Regions from separate parts of the Macaca mulatta genome. Here region 2 is linked to region 1. The links are chromatin contacts, called in public Hi-C maps. All regions are on one chromosome and are shown on one strand. Each heading gives the region's core, a stretch centred on a gene start, on an enhancer-like site or on the middle of the called end of the contact. The rest is flanking DNA. Distances are from core to core; before and after follow the strand shown. Region 1 holds the start of GABPB1 (GA binding protein transcription factor subunit beta 1). Region 2 holds the start of USP8 (ubiquitin specific peptidase 8).

Region 1 (7,478 bases), core at 4,705-7,204:
CATTTTACAAAGAAGGAAACTGAGACATGGAGAGATTAAGTAAACTGCCTAAAATCACACAGCTAGAGTGTGACTAACTGGGATGACACTGGGATGAATATTTAAAACATTACACATAAGAGTAACAAAACACAAGAAAATGGGATAATTGATTATGCTAGGTGCTAGGAATCAGTGATATGTTTCTCTACTCAATTGATATTACTTCCAGAATAAGGAATCAAACAAAAAATTACAAAACACTACATGCATTTACAAATTCTCATTTATGTACAATTTCTACAAACTTGCTTAAAATGCAGAGTATAAAACCCAAATTTCTCAGCTTATGTAACATATTTATTTTTTATTGAAAAATAACATCTTAATATCTTAATTACAACACATGATAATTTATAGTCATTGTAGAAGTTAGAAAATTTGGATAAGCAAAAAAAAAAAATCACCTATAAAACTACACTCAGAAATAACCATTTAACAATTTGGCACGTATCCTCCCAAACATCAATATATTTTGGGTTTTTTTACCAAATGGAATCATGTTTTTAAATCTTACTTTTTCTCACATATACCAAGACATCCTTTCATGTATTTATATTATTCTATCATTATTTTCATGGCTGAGAAGGCAGTACCCCACTGTATGGATGGACCCTAACAATCACTGTGAAACATTTAGGTTTACAGTTTTACCATATAATGATCAATAGTACTGGTTCTAGAGTCACAGTGGTTGGATTCAAGTCCTGGCCCTAAAACTTAAGTAACTCAGGTATCTTGAGCAAGCAACCTCATTTCTCTATGCCTGTTTTCTCTTCTGAAAAACAGAAATAGTACTACCCACTCCATATGATTACCGTGGGGGTCAAAGGCATTAACACACAGCTTGTATAACCAACAACACTGCAATTGGTATGCTCACAGCTAAATATTCACACACACCTTTACTACACCAAAAAAAAATTCTTTAAAGGGAATTTCCATGTCAGAAAGTATGCCCATTTTTAAGGCTTCTGAATCTGCCAAATTACAGTGTGGTTTACAGTCCTTCATTAAATAGCCTTCTCACTTAATACTCATTTCTCTTTATCAAAAAAGGCAAAAACTATTATCCAGTTAAGTTAACCAGCTTGTTTCACTGAATTAGTTTTTTGTTCTTCCACCTATAAACCTTGGCATATTTAATAAAACCTCAAAGTTTATAGGTAACTTGAAGACACCTAGCCCAAATTCTCCTTCAGCACGATTCCTCTACTCTAGAATCCTCAATCTGTCAGTGAAAAGGAACAGCCTACCACCCAAAACAACTCATTCTATTTTCACAGTTTTGAGGAAATTCCTCTTGAAATAGAGCAGAAATCTGTTTCTTTTAAACTTCTACCCACTGACCCTAGTTCCTTCTGGTCAAATCTGATCCTTCTGTGTGACAGAACACCAAATCCTTAAAGGTGGCTGTTACTTCTTAAAAGAAGCTCCTCTTCTTTAGGTCAAATATCCAATTTTTTCAACTTTTTCTCATTTCCATTTCTCTCATGATCAAGGTCCTCGTTTATTCTCTACAGATAAGTGATTTTGACACTTTGATGTCTACCACCTTGGAAATGAGAAAAATAAAGGTCCGTTCCTACCCTATGTTAAGTTTGGGCCTCTGTGTGGTTTCTTATTAGCTCTCCAGATTATTCTGATAAAGTCTGAGAATGAATACAAGGTCTCACTTATGATAGTATGCTACCCAAAAAGCCAACTCAATACCCCACGTATAATATAACTAGTACAAAGTAAAGTGGGGCTAACACCTTGCTCTTTCAATACGCTGTTCTACCATCTTCAGAATTACTCTCCAACAGGTTTGGTGGCTGACGCCTGTAATCCCAACACGTGGGAGGCCAAGGTGGGAGGATCACTTGAGTCCAGAAGTTTGAGACCAGCTTGGGCAACATAGTGAGACCTCGTCTCTACAAAAAAATTTAAAAATTAGCCGGACACGTTGGGAGGTACCTGTAGTCCCAGCTACTCAGGAGGCTGAGGCAGAGGCAGCATCGCTTGAGCCTGAAAGGTGGAGCTTGCAGTGAAGTATAACTGCACCACTGCACTAAGCCTGGGTAACAGAGAAAGCAAGACCCTGTCAAAGAAAGAAAAGGTTCAGAGGGGAACACAGGGAGGGAAGAAGGGAGAGAAGGAGGGAAGGAAGGGAGGGAGGGAGGGAGGGAGGGAAGGAAGGAGGGAGACAGACAGACAGACAGAGAGACAGAGGAAGGTGCACTAGCCCACCAACAACCGAACTGACAGCTGATTGCACCAAAGCATCTTCTCTGTATAGAGCACTGTGATGTCAACACTGAGAAAAAACACAGGCCCTAATACTGATCTCATCTAGTGCTAGATTTACCTTCTAGAAAGCATGATGGAACAAACATCTTCAGAAAACTATAATACTAATTATAGCTATACCAAAGTAGGCACATCAGGCTATAGAAACATTGTGATTACTAGCTGGAAATCCTACTAGTTGTGGGGGAGGAGAGGGGAGGGGAAGGATGACACTAAGGAAACTAAGTTGCTCTGAACTTCGAGATTTTGTGTGGGTTTGTTTTTTAACGTTTGCAAAGTCAGAAGAGATGAAGGCCATCAGAGAGTTCATCTGAACTCAGGCTACCTGCAAACAGAGACTGGGTAACCACCTCAAGCACCCTCAAAAATAAATTCATGATGCAAAACTTCATGTAATTTCTGAATTCCTCATGACATGTGAACTTTACCCGTTACTATTTCTAACAAGGTAACGAAGGGCAAAGGAAAAACAAAACAAAACAAAACATCCATGGTACAGGAGATGTGGTCCATTATAATGACACAATGTTAGAGGAAAAAACAAACTAAAACCAAGCATACTTTTTTTTTTTTGAGACGGAGCAGAGTTTCGCTCTTGTTGCCCAAGCTGGATTGCAATGGCGCTATCTCGGCTCATTGCAACCTCCATCTCTCTGGCTCAAGCGATTCTCCTGCCTCAGCCTCCCAAGTAGCTAGGATTACAGGCGCACGCCACCGCACCCGGCTAATTTTTTGTACTTTTAGTAGAAATGGGGCTTCACCGTGTTAGCCAGGCTGGTCTCAAACTCTTGACCTCAGGTGATCGGCCCGCCTCCGCCTCCCCAAGTGCTGGGATTGCAGGCGTGAGCCACTGTGCCTGGCCAAACCAAGTAAACTTAACCAAGATCCAATCTATTTTCATTTAAACAGCAAACATTAAAAATACACCTGGTATTTTCTAACAATTACACCAAGAATGACCAGATGCTTCCTGTTGATGGAACAGTAGAGAACTACAGACTGACAGATTCAGACTAGAGTTCACAGTAACAACTAGAAACAAACTTAGCTTCCTTTCAAAACCATTAAAGTATGGCCTTAAATTTTTACCCATTAATCAGTTAGGTATAATTGTCTCCCAACCTAGAAAACCCAGAATGATTCAAAGAGACAAAGAACTCTAAGGATACGTATCTGCGAACTATTCGTTTCACCAAAGGACTCACTGCAGAACTAGTTTTCCGTAGAATCTGCACCTCCTATAGTTTTCAGCATGTTTCATTTTTAAAATAACATTTACACACCAGTGTTAATAGCATATGTAATGTGGAATTCACGTGTTACTTGTGTAAATCATTGTACGTACTAGAATTAAATTTTTTAATCACTTAAGAATATTTTCAAATGTTCCTGAGTCTCCAAGATCATAGGAAGATTATGCAGTCATTATTTGTGATTTTGTTTAGGTACCTAAATTCCAACTTTTAAAAAAAGCTGGAGCCCGGTAAAAAAAAGTATGGGAATCAATCTTATTCGTCTTGTTAAAATGTGTCTTGCATAACATCCTGATTTGACTTGTATGGTGAAAGCACGGTAAGAATGACACATTTCTGTTTTTTGGTATTAAAAAAAAAAAAAAAGTATGAGTGTACAGTGGAGTGTTCCAGAGGTTTACATGGTGTGCTAACCACAACAGTGACGTAGTTTTGAGAATCTTCTATTAAACCAGGCATTAAAAAGATTTGCAAAAATGCAAGATGTTACTCTTAACAAATCATCTATGTTAACATGTAATGGATGTATTTTTTGTTTTTGGGAAAAAAAAAACCCGGGAGAAAAAAAAAAGCCATCTTTAGTTTCCTCAAAGTCTGACCCTGAAAATGGAAGTATCAAAGCTGATGGTTTATACGTCAGTGAGAAAAAAATTTAAACCAAGCTGGGTGGGTCTTTACATGAGATAAACTATCTACAAGAATGTCTGACCACTAACTTCTGCATAATAAATGAGAGTCGATCTTTTCATTCTGGGATGGCAATGTACTTTACAAGGACCATTTACAGCCTACATCAAACCTTTTTCTAGATAAAAAACGTACTTCAGTAACTTGCCTGAATTGAAAGAGCAAAACAGTCCGGAGAGAAAACTTAAAATGTTTCCACATTATCAAGCCCCCTTCAGAAGTACTGTGGTCTCGGCCCCTCCTTTGAACAGATGTCCGCTCGCCACAGTCCAATCAGGTTTAAAGCAAGTGTATTTGTACTGAAAACAAGCTTCAAGTGGGAAGACACACACAAAGCAGGCCTGTATCATTCCTTTGGTTTCAGTTTTCACGATGCACCCTTGAGGCTAGGCACGCTGATTCAACACACTTGGAGAGCTTCACCGAAACACACTAAATACACACTGATGAACTGTGCCCTGGCAGAGATGACCTGGCAAAATTCTCAACTTTTTCCCTGAGGCCGTGCACCCGCGGGTCTCGGCGGCGAAGTCTTTCGGGCAGAAGTCCCAAGCCTTCAAAACGGCAGGCTTCTCCCCCTCAGGACTCCAGTCCCCGCGGCCAAGGCTGTCGCTGCGGGGGCTCCGCGCGGGACTGGCCAGGCTCTCCCGTTAACCCTGTCTGGGCCGGCCGATCCCGCCGCGGCCCGAGCGCCTCTCGGCCCCGCAGCACAGGGCGCCCAGGACCCGCCGCCCCCGCCGCCCGTTCCCCTCTCCGGAGAGCCCAGCGGGGCCGTCAAGCTGCCCAGACAAAGGGTACCGCGGCGCCAGAGGCCGGGCCCGGCCGCGCCTGCCTTCCTCCTCCCGCCCACTGCCAACCTCCAGTCGCCCGCAGAACCTCCGCTGCCTCGGCGCGACCCCATCGCCACCCCGGGGCTGCCGCTCGGGACCGGCCCGCCGGGCAGCCGCGAGGAGGCCGCCGCACGCCAGGGCCGAGGAGGGGGCGGCGGCCGCCACCATGTCTGCCCGCCCCTCCCAGAAGCGGGGTGCCCAGCGGACAAAGCGCAGCGGCGGCGCAGGCGGAGCGGGCGCCCAGGCCGACCCCGCCGACCCCCGCGGAATAAGCGGGGCCAGGAGCCCCGGAAACCCGGCGCCTTAATGCAATAAACAGGAAATCGCGGGGATGATCTGGGTTCCGGGGGAAGTGGAATTATTTTTTACCAGCGAAGAGATCAACTTCCACATCCGGTGGTAACAGGGCCCTACACAGACCCGCACTGACCTGGAAAAGCTTCGGGAGCGGCGACGGGAAGGCAGCAGGAGGTGGTGCGGGGACCCGAGGCGCCTCGTACCCGGCCGGGCTGACGCGGCCCCGCTACACACAAAGCGCTCCAGCAGCACAGGGCGCTATTTTCCGAAAATGCCGCGTCTGGTCGGCGCCCAAAATCCCCACCGAAAAGTCCCCCGTGCTGCGCGCGGAGGGACACATGGTGTGCGAGTGAGTCAAGCTCCCAGCATCCCTCCCGGACCCGGCCCTCGTCAGCTGCTCGCCCGAGGATTTTCCGCCTCTGCACTCATCGGCAGATCCCGCTCCTACCCACTCCCTGACTCTGTTCCCACGGGGAGAGAGGGGAAAGAGAGTCTGATTTTTTAACGAAAGGGATGAAAGTATGCCATTTCTAGCGCTTCAGCCACACAAAGAAAGCGGCGGAATGATCCGCTCTCGGCGACCGCAAGTCCCGGCCCACCCGGCGCCTGCGCGGCAGCGGGGGTGGGAGCTGCGGCCGGCCATGTGCGCGGCGGAGAGGCTGGGTGGCCGCGGAGCCTTCCCGCCTGTTTCTGCGGTGGGTAGTAGTTTGGGAACTAATGTTCTGTGCTAACCTTCGTGTCTCTGTGACATGACCGTTTAAAGACGGAGAGTGCGGAATCTTTGGACTTTAAGCTTGACAACTGAGCGGCCTAGCAGAATCCTGGGAGACGCAAGGACAGGAGGCTAGGATTTACCTTTTAAGTGTCCCTAGATTCAACTAGTCAAACTGGGACGGGAGACGCTGTGAAGGTACCAGGGAAGGAACGAGTGAGGTTCCTTTTCCACTTTTGCATAAACTCAACGGTCAGATTCATGACGAAGATGTACATATTTCTGTAGATTTTTTTCCCGAGCATTCTAATGATGCCTCATATTTCGTAGATCCTAGTAACTGCTTGGATTACTGCCACCTCAGAGGTAGAGATCTGTTTTTCCGTGGCTGGAATGTCAAAACTTTTGTTGTATTTTATTAAGTAGCAAAAGTTTGGAGATTGCAAGGTTAAAAAAAAAAAAAAAAAAAAGCTTTATGAACTTAATCTAGATGTGATTTGCTAAGGAACTTAACATATTGATATGTTTTTCGCAGGGGAGTCAGGGCATGGCTTTCCCAACCTAGTAACCGCAACTTATAGCATCCTACATCTAGGACTTGGGAGTATGTGAGACAGCGCCAAGAATTTAATCCAGGAGAACTGACAAGCTTAAATGAAATCCACATTGCCCACTGATTTTGTGCAGCCTCAGATAAGTAATCTTTCTCCACTTAGCCTTTGGTAACAATTGATGTAATAAAGGTTTGTAGTCTTTGCGTAATTTATTAAAGCATTGTGGCTAAAACAGAAAAAAAGCGTAGGAACCATAGTCTATGTTTTCTTTTGATTTAATATTTTCATTGCTTCAGTTAATAGAAATTTGTCAAAATGCTGATGTTTTTCTGTAGCATTATTTGAATGAGCATTGTTTGAGTGAACATTCAGCTAATTATTGTTAGAAAATCGTTGCCCCCAGAATGAGCATTGAGTGAACATTCAGCTAATTATTGTTAGAAAATCGTTTCTCTCATTAATCTTACGCTGTAGAATGTAGACAAGTAAGTAGGCATCATCAGTATGATGAGAGTGAAGCTACTTAATACCGTGGAATCAAATAAAGGAGGAACCCCTTACTAAACCAAGAGGGAGGAATAAAATGGAATGGGACTAGAGAAGCAATTGGCTTTAATAAGGGTATTGTGGAAGACCTAGATAAGAAGCAGTAAGTACCGATGTTTGGAGGCAAACACTGGAGAGATTTTTGGGTAAAGAAGACAGTGCTGGAGGTCTGCTTGTGAAGGCCTTGAATGCTATGTGCAGAAGTGAGCTTCTGAGAGCCAGGAGGAAGATATTGAAAGATTTTAAGTAGAAGAATCAGGATTGAATT
Region 2 (7,415 bases), core at 1,961-4,460, 66 kb after region 1:
TCCGTTACCCAGGATGGAGTTCAGTGGCGGAATCATAGCTCACTGAAGCCTCAAACTCCTGGGCGCAACCAATCCTCCTGTCTCAGCCTCTCAAGTAGCTTGGACTACAGGCATGCACCAACCGTGCCCGGCTAATTTTTTAATATTTTGTAGGGATAGGATCTTGCTATGTTGCCCAGGCTGGTCTCAAAACTCCTGACCTCAAGCAATCCATGCACCTCAGCCTCCCATAGTGCTGGGATTACAACTGTGAGCCCCTACACCCAGCCGAAAAAGGTTTTGTGGAGGGAGTATGATCAGAAGAAAAATCATGGAATGTGCTCGAAAGAGATCTAAAGGGCCATGGAAGTTAAAACGTTGAACTCTATAGAACAAAACATGAAGTATGGAAAGATTATTTAAAAAACACTTGACTTTGGAACAAAATCCAAATTGTTCCCATGATTTCATTCTTTGGCATTATGTTCATTTGGTTATCTTAGTCTTTTCTCAGACTTCCTCTTTAACAGAGAATTATCTGAAAGCCCCTGGCTAAGTTAATGCTTATGACTGTGGTCACAAATGGATGGCTTGGATTTTATTTGTTTTGCAGTGTTTGTAAATTTTTTTATGTATACTGTTGTTGTCAACTAACAATTCGTGTGTATATGGATTACGTTAGTTGACACACACACACACACACACACACACACATATATATATATAAAAAATATTCCCCAAATTTAAAAAGCAGTTTGGAGATTTTTCCCACGCACAGAAAATCAGAAAATTGGCAACACTCTGCCCCATTTCCTTATGGCAACAATTTAAACAGGCCATGAGCCGTCCACATGGAGACTGGACCTTGAAACAGCAGCTAGTGTTTTGAGCTCTAAGCTAACACTTTGGACTTTCAGTCATGTTTTCTTTCCCCAAACAAATAGAAAAGTTTTATTTCAAAGAGGAAAAGGGTGCAACAGCTGCAACATACATAAAACCTATTTAGTTTTACTTGGGAGTGAGAATCAGGAAACCTGGGCTGTTCTTAACTTAGTTTGGATAAAGAAGGGTAGTAAAGCTGTCCTTATGTCTCTTACCAAGTGGAGAAAATACTGCTGTAGTTCACAGAAATTTTGGGGAGTTTTAGATTCTATGGAAAACGGAAATGCTATTTGTAACTTAGATTTTTTTTTTTGTTTTTTGGAGGAGTCTCGCTCTGTTGCCCAGGCTGGAGTGCAGTGGCATGATCTAACCTACACCTTCCTGGTTCAGTCAATTCACCTGCCTCAGCCTCCTGAGTAGCTGGGATTACAGGTGCGTGCCACCACGCCCAGCTAATGTTTGTATTTTTAGTAGAGACGAGGTTTCACCATTTTGGCCAAGCTGGTCTCAAACTCCTGACCTCAAGTGATCTGCCCACCTCGGCCTCCCAAAGTGCTGGGATTACAGGCATGAGCCACTGCACTCAGCCTAATTTTAAAATTTTTTTTTGTAGAGATGGGGGTCTCCCTTTGTTGCTCAAGCTGGTCTCTGTCTCTTGGGATCAAGGGATCCTCCTGCCTCAGCCTCCCAAAGTGCTGGGATTACAGGCCTGGGCCACTGAAACTGGCCTTCATTACAAATTCATTGAACACACTTTATTTTATCCTTTAAAAAAAAAATTCATTTCAGTAGTTTTGGGGTAACAGGTTGCATGGAAAAGTTTTTTAGTGGTCATTTCTGAGATTTTGGTGCACCCATCACCCGAGCAGTTTACACTGTACAATGTGGCACACACTTTCACTTAAAAGCGTCTACTAGATCTTTTTTTTTTTTTTTTTTTTTTTTTTTTGAGGCGAAGTCTCGCTCTGTCGCCCAGGCTGGAGTGCAGTGGCGCGATCTCGGCTCACTGCAAGCTCCGCCTCCCGGGTTCCCGCCATTCTCCTGCCTCAGCCTCCCGAGTAGCTGGGACTACAGGCGCCGCCACCACGCCCGGCTAATTTTTTGGCTAATTTTTTTGTATTTTTAGTGGAGACGGGGTTTCATTGTGTTAGCCAGGATGGTCTCGATCTCCTGACCTCGTGATCCGCCCGTCTCGGCCTCCCAAAGTGCTGGGATTACAGGCTTGAGCCACTGCGCCCGGCCTACGTCTACTAGATCTTGCTGCCAGATTTCCCATCCCTAAGACACCCGGAGTGTTCCTGAGGCCTTAGTGACTACTGCCTAAAGCTCCACCCAAATCAATTTTATGTTTACAGATAACCGGAGCATCCAATCACCTTTCTCTAAGAGAGTACAAAGATCAGCTCGCGAGAAAGTTCAGACCTCTCATTTCGTTTCTGTTAGACCGGCCTTCCCCCAACCAGACGGAGTCTTGCTCTGCTGCCCAGGCTGGAGTGCAGCAGCGCGATCTCGGCTCACTGCAACCTCCCCTCCCCGGGTTTAAGCAGTTCTCCTGCCTCAGCCACTGGAGTAGCTGGAATTACAGGCGCGCGCCACCACGCCAAGCTAATTTTTTTGTATTCTTAATAGAGATGGGGGGTGGGGGGGGTTCACCATATTGGCCAGGCTGGTCTCGAACTCCTAACCTCATGATTTGCCCGCCTCGGCCTCCCGAAGTGCTGGGATTACAGGCGTGAGCCACCGTGCCCGGCCTCGACGGGGCCTTTTAAATGACGTTAAAAATTGTACATAAAATATGTTTTAGGATAATACCTGTTTTTCTTTGACCAAAGAAAGGCTTGGCTTCAGAGAATGTTAAGACAGAAATAGAGGGGCGTTAAATCCCCTTTTAAGTTTTTTCTAATTTCCAATCTGAGGAGGAAAATAACGTAGTAAAGGGATGCAAGAGCAACCTCGCTTCTTCCACAAGGCCCAGGATGCGAAGCGAACCTGGGCCGCTTGGCTACCGCCCGGTTGCAACCCGGAAATGCAGGGTGCAGTGCGGGGGGTACAGAACCGGCCGACTGTGTTGATCCGGCTCAGAGAAATCCCGCCCTTGCCGCCGCCGCCCACCCATAACGTCCTCCTCGACCCTCCCTCGACCCTCCCTCGCCCCGCCGCTCGGCCCTCACCGAAAGGGGGAGGGCGGTGGAAGAGAGAAGTCAAGGAGCGCACGCGAAGCCCAGCCCCTACCGTGACGTCTGGAGACGCGACGCGTCGCCTCGCAATGCAAATCGGGAAAAGGGGATGAGCTGGGCTGGCTTCCGTCCTGATAGCCAAGGCTAATTCTCCCTCGAGTTCTTGGGAGATGGGCGTTTGGCGAGAAGGCTGGCGTTAGTGAAGCGCGCCGGGCGTCACGGTGAGTGCGGGTCTTGGGCCCTGGCACCTGTCCTCTGGGAAGTCGTCCGCTGTGAACCCCCTCTCCTTCCACCAGCTGCTGGTCACCCGGGAGACAAGCCCTGTCCGCGGAGAGGAGTGGGACAACTCCGAAAGGTAGAACCGGCTTGTGGAGAGGAAGGGCCCAACCTTGAGTCTTTTACGCCACCCATCTAGGATTGCCAAGCGAGTTTCGTGCGGTTTTTCGGTTTTAAAAGGTGGCTTTGACCATTCTTCCGTTCTCTTGGACACTTATACCCGACTTTGACCTCTTTCCTCTTGCTTCCGGTTTTTTGTTTTTGTTTTTTTTTTATTTTTTTTATTTTACTCTCTGCAATCTGCCTACAATCCCAGGCCTTACTACAGCTCCTAAAACTGTTTCCCAGTTTCTCCTCTTCCCTAGTCACACTTCATTTTAGTGAAGTAGGAGTTTAAAGACCCTATAAGCTTATCAGAGTTAAAACTATGACTGCCTCAAATAGAAGCTTTTCCCCGCCCCCCTAAAAAGTGCCTTCCAACCTAGAGTTGTGGGACAAGTTCATTTCGCCGCCACTCCACCTTGGAAATTATCGGAATCCTTACTTGCAGCGATGTGCATTTATATAGAAAGCTGCAGACCACCCTCCTGGGTTTATTTCTTGCCTCCAGTTCATTCTGTGACCTTGAACAAGTCACTTAATCACTAACAAAATATTTACCTGACACGGAGGTGTTGCAGAGCCTAAGGAATTTAGAATTTAAGAGACCTGAGGGTTTCAGATGAAAGGGATTTGTATCTAAAGGATATTACCTTTTCTGAATCTGCGAAGCATCCTTAGTTTTGTAAATATCTTGCTGCAGCCATTAAAAATGCCAAGTGGTTATTTGTTAAGGAAGTGTTCCTGTTTTAGGCTTGCTCTGCTGCGGCTTTGCCATGTAAGCAGATTTTGCATTTCAGCCGATTCTGTTTAAGATTCGTTGGTGAATGTCATTCATGATAGATTTGGGTAGTTTCTCCTTACAACATATCCCTGGACCATTAAGCATATCTGGAAGGTGATATCGGTTGTGTTATGTCTTTATCATGTTGATATGGCTGCCTTGAAATAGGTATTCCTTTTCTTGTGACACATTGGATGCATCTTTAATATTAGATAGTGAAGACCCTGTAGTAGTAAAAATATATATATATACACACCTGTCATTAATGAAATTTTGCACATAGGCATGTATTTTTTTTAGAAAACAATGTATAAGAAAAACTAACAAAAATGTTTTAAAGGTGACTTTTTTAGCATTTCATTTTTTAATATATTTACTTGGACTTTATTAATCATTATGGGCATTTGTTTATTAATGTGGACGTGGCTGGGCGCAGTGGCTCACGTCTGTAATGCCAGCACTTTCCGAGGCCGAGGAGAGTGGATCACCTGAGGTCAGGAGTTCGAGACCAGCCTGGCCAACATGGCGAAACCTGGTCTCTACTAAAAAACAAAATTAGCTGGGCATGGTGGCACACGCCTGTAATCCCAGCTACTCCAGGGGCTGAGGCAGGAGAATCGCTTGAACCGGGGAGGCAGAGGTTGCAGTGAGCTGAGATTGCACCATTGCACTCCAGCCTGGGTGACAAGAGCAAAACTGCATCTCAAAAAATTAAAATAAAAAGCGTGGACATAATGGAAAATAATCAAAATGACTTTTGAGTAAGACAGTTGGAAAATAAAACCAGTACATTAAATTTTTTTCATAAGTCTAGCATTATACTTTATTATGAACTTTTCTACATGAAAATGCGCTCATATTTACGGAAGTGAAAGGAAAAAAAGTCTTCAAGGATGTGTTGCTAATAAAATTAGAAATAATTAAGGAAACATTTAAAAAATACCTTGTTGTTGTCCCAGTTACCTATTGCTGCGTAACAAATGACTCCAAAACACAGTGGCTTAAAACTATAATTTATATCTCTCCTGTTTCTCTGGCCTGCCTGTACTTAGCTAAGTGGTTCTCACCTAGACTTTAATGCGTTTGTATTCAGATAAGCAGCTGAGTTTGGAGTCATCCGAGAGCTCAGCTGGTCTGGACATCCAAAATGGCTAATTCATGTGAAGGCAGTTGATGTTGGCTAGGAGTTCAGCTGGAAATGTCAACTGGAATGCCCACACATAGCCTCTTCACGTGACTTGAACTTCTGACGTGAACAGTATGGTGGTTAGGTTCCAAGAATACATGTTTGAGGAGACAGGAAATAGAAGCTGCGTGTCTCCCAAAAAGCCTGAACCCAGAAATAGGCACAACATTATTTCCAACATACTCTGTTGGTTAGAGCAGTCAGACCAGTATCCAACCCTCACTTTTGAAGGGAAAAATGTCAAAGAATTTGTGGCCATGCTTTGTCTACTGTAATTTTGATGACAAAGTTGTATTGGACTCTTGTTTGCATTTATATAGCAGATGAATAATAAGGTATGCTTCCAATTTCCAATTTCTTTTCTTTTTTTTTTTTTTTTTGAGATGGAGTCTTGCTCTGTCGCCAGGCTGGAGTGCAGCGGTACGATCTCGGCTTTTTGCAACCTCTGCCTCCTGGGTTTATGCCATTCTCTTGCCTCAGCCTCCCAAGTAGCATGTCGCCACGCCCAGCTAATTTTTGTATTTAGTAGAGATGGAGTTTCACCATGTTGGCCAGGATGGTCTCGATCTCTTGACCTTGTGATCCACCCGCCTCAGCCTCCCAAAGTGCTGGGACTACAGGCGTGAGCCACTGCGCCCAACCCATTTCCAATTTCTTTAACCATAATGCATTATGTTTTAATGGCATGTTACAGTTCTCTTTTTTTTTTTTTTTTTTTTTTTGAGACGGAGTCTCGCTCTGTCGCCCAGGCTGGAGTGCAGTGGCACGATATCGGCTCACTGCAAGCTCCACCTCCCGGGTTCATGCCATTCTCCCGCCTCAGCCTCCAAGTAGCTGGGACTACAGGTGCCCACCACCACGCCCGGCTAGTTTTTTGTATTTTTAGTAGAGACGGGGTTTCATCATGTTAGCCAGGATGGTCTCGATCTCCTGACCTCGTGATCCACCCACCTCGGCCTCCCAAAGTGCTGGGATTACAGGCTTGAGCCACCGCGCCCGGCCGGCATGTTACAGTTTTCAAAACATGTTTTTGTATATTTTTTCACTTGATACCTATGGTCACCCTATAGAAGCAGACAAATCATTCCTGTTTCATTTTGCAGATGAAAGTAAACTGAAGAGCAGTGGTGGTCATGTTGGGAGTGATTTATGGAATTTGTTGAAAGTCATATGATTAATAAATGGAAAGTAAGGCCTGCAACAGTTCCATAATATAGAATTTACTAGTACTGAATGATGACATATTATATTAAAGTTATTTAGAATTCTACATTTATAGCCATACTAATTTTTTTTTTTTTTTTTTTTTTTTTTTTTTTTTTTTTTTGGAGACGGAGTCTTGCTCTGTCTCCCAAGCTGGAGTGCAGTGATGTGTTCTCGGCTCACTGCAGTGTCCGCCTCGTGGGTTCAAGCAATTCTGCTTCAGCATCCCAAGTAGCTGGGACCATAGGCACCCACCACCACGCCCGGCTAATTTTTGTATTTTAGTAGAGATAGGGTTTTGCCATGTTGGCCAGGCTGGTCTTGAATTCCTGACCTCAGGTGATCTGCCCACCTCAGGTGATCAGCCTCCCAAAGTTCTGGGATTATAGCCGTGAGCCATCGCATGTAGCCCTTTGTTTTTTTTTTTAAATTGAGACAAGGTCTTGCTCTGTCACCCAGGCTGAAGTGCAATGGCATGATCTTGGCTCACTGTAACCTCTGCTTCCTGGGCTCAAGTGATCCTCCTGCCTCAGCCTCCCAAGTAGCTAGGACTGCAGGCACACGTCACCACACCTGACTAATACCATACTAATTCAAGTAAAACAGTTCTCATGTATAGTGAATATGGCTTAACTAAGCCTTGTCTCTTTTGACTAACACATTACAATTTCGTTTTTTGTTTGTTTGTTTGTTTTTGAGACGGAGTCTTGCTCTGTCGCCCAGGCTGCATGCAGTGGCTCAATCTTGTCTGACTGCACCCTCCGTCTCACGGGTTCAAGCAGTTCTCCTGCCTCAGCCTCCCAAGTAGCTGGGACCATAGGCACACGCC

Evidence for each region. A called contact is a pair of places that touch in the nucleus more often than the background predicts.
Region 2: a contact with region 1 is called in a Hi-C map of liver, with 4 times the contacts expected there. The contact joins the promoter of USP8 here to the promoter of GABPB1 in region 1. A contact is called at or near these places in 5 of 14 Hi-C or Micro-C datasets (blood, cortical neurons, fetal cortex germinal zone and 2 more).

The regions. Positions count from the first base shown.
Region 1 is chr7:27,679,438-27,686,915 of T2T-MMU8v2.0, forward strand. GABPB1 (GA binding protein transcription factor subunit beta 1) reads right to left here and starts at 5,955. Exons shown (of 9, transcript NM_001194637.2): 1 at 5,532-5,955.
Region 2 is chr7:27,748,061-27,755,475 of T2T-MMU8v2.0, forward strand. USP8 (ubiquitin specific peptidase 8) reads left to right here and starts at 3,211. Exons shown (of 20, transcript NM_001265619.1): 1 at 3,211-3,259.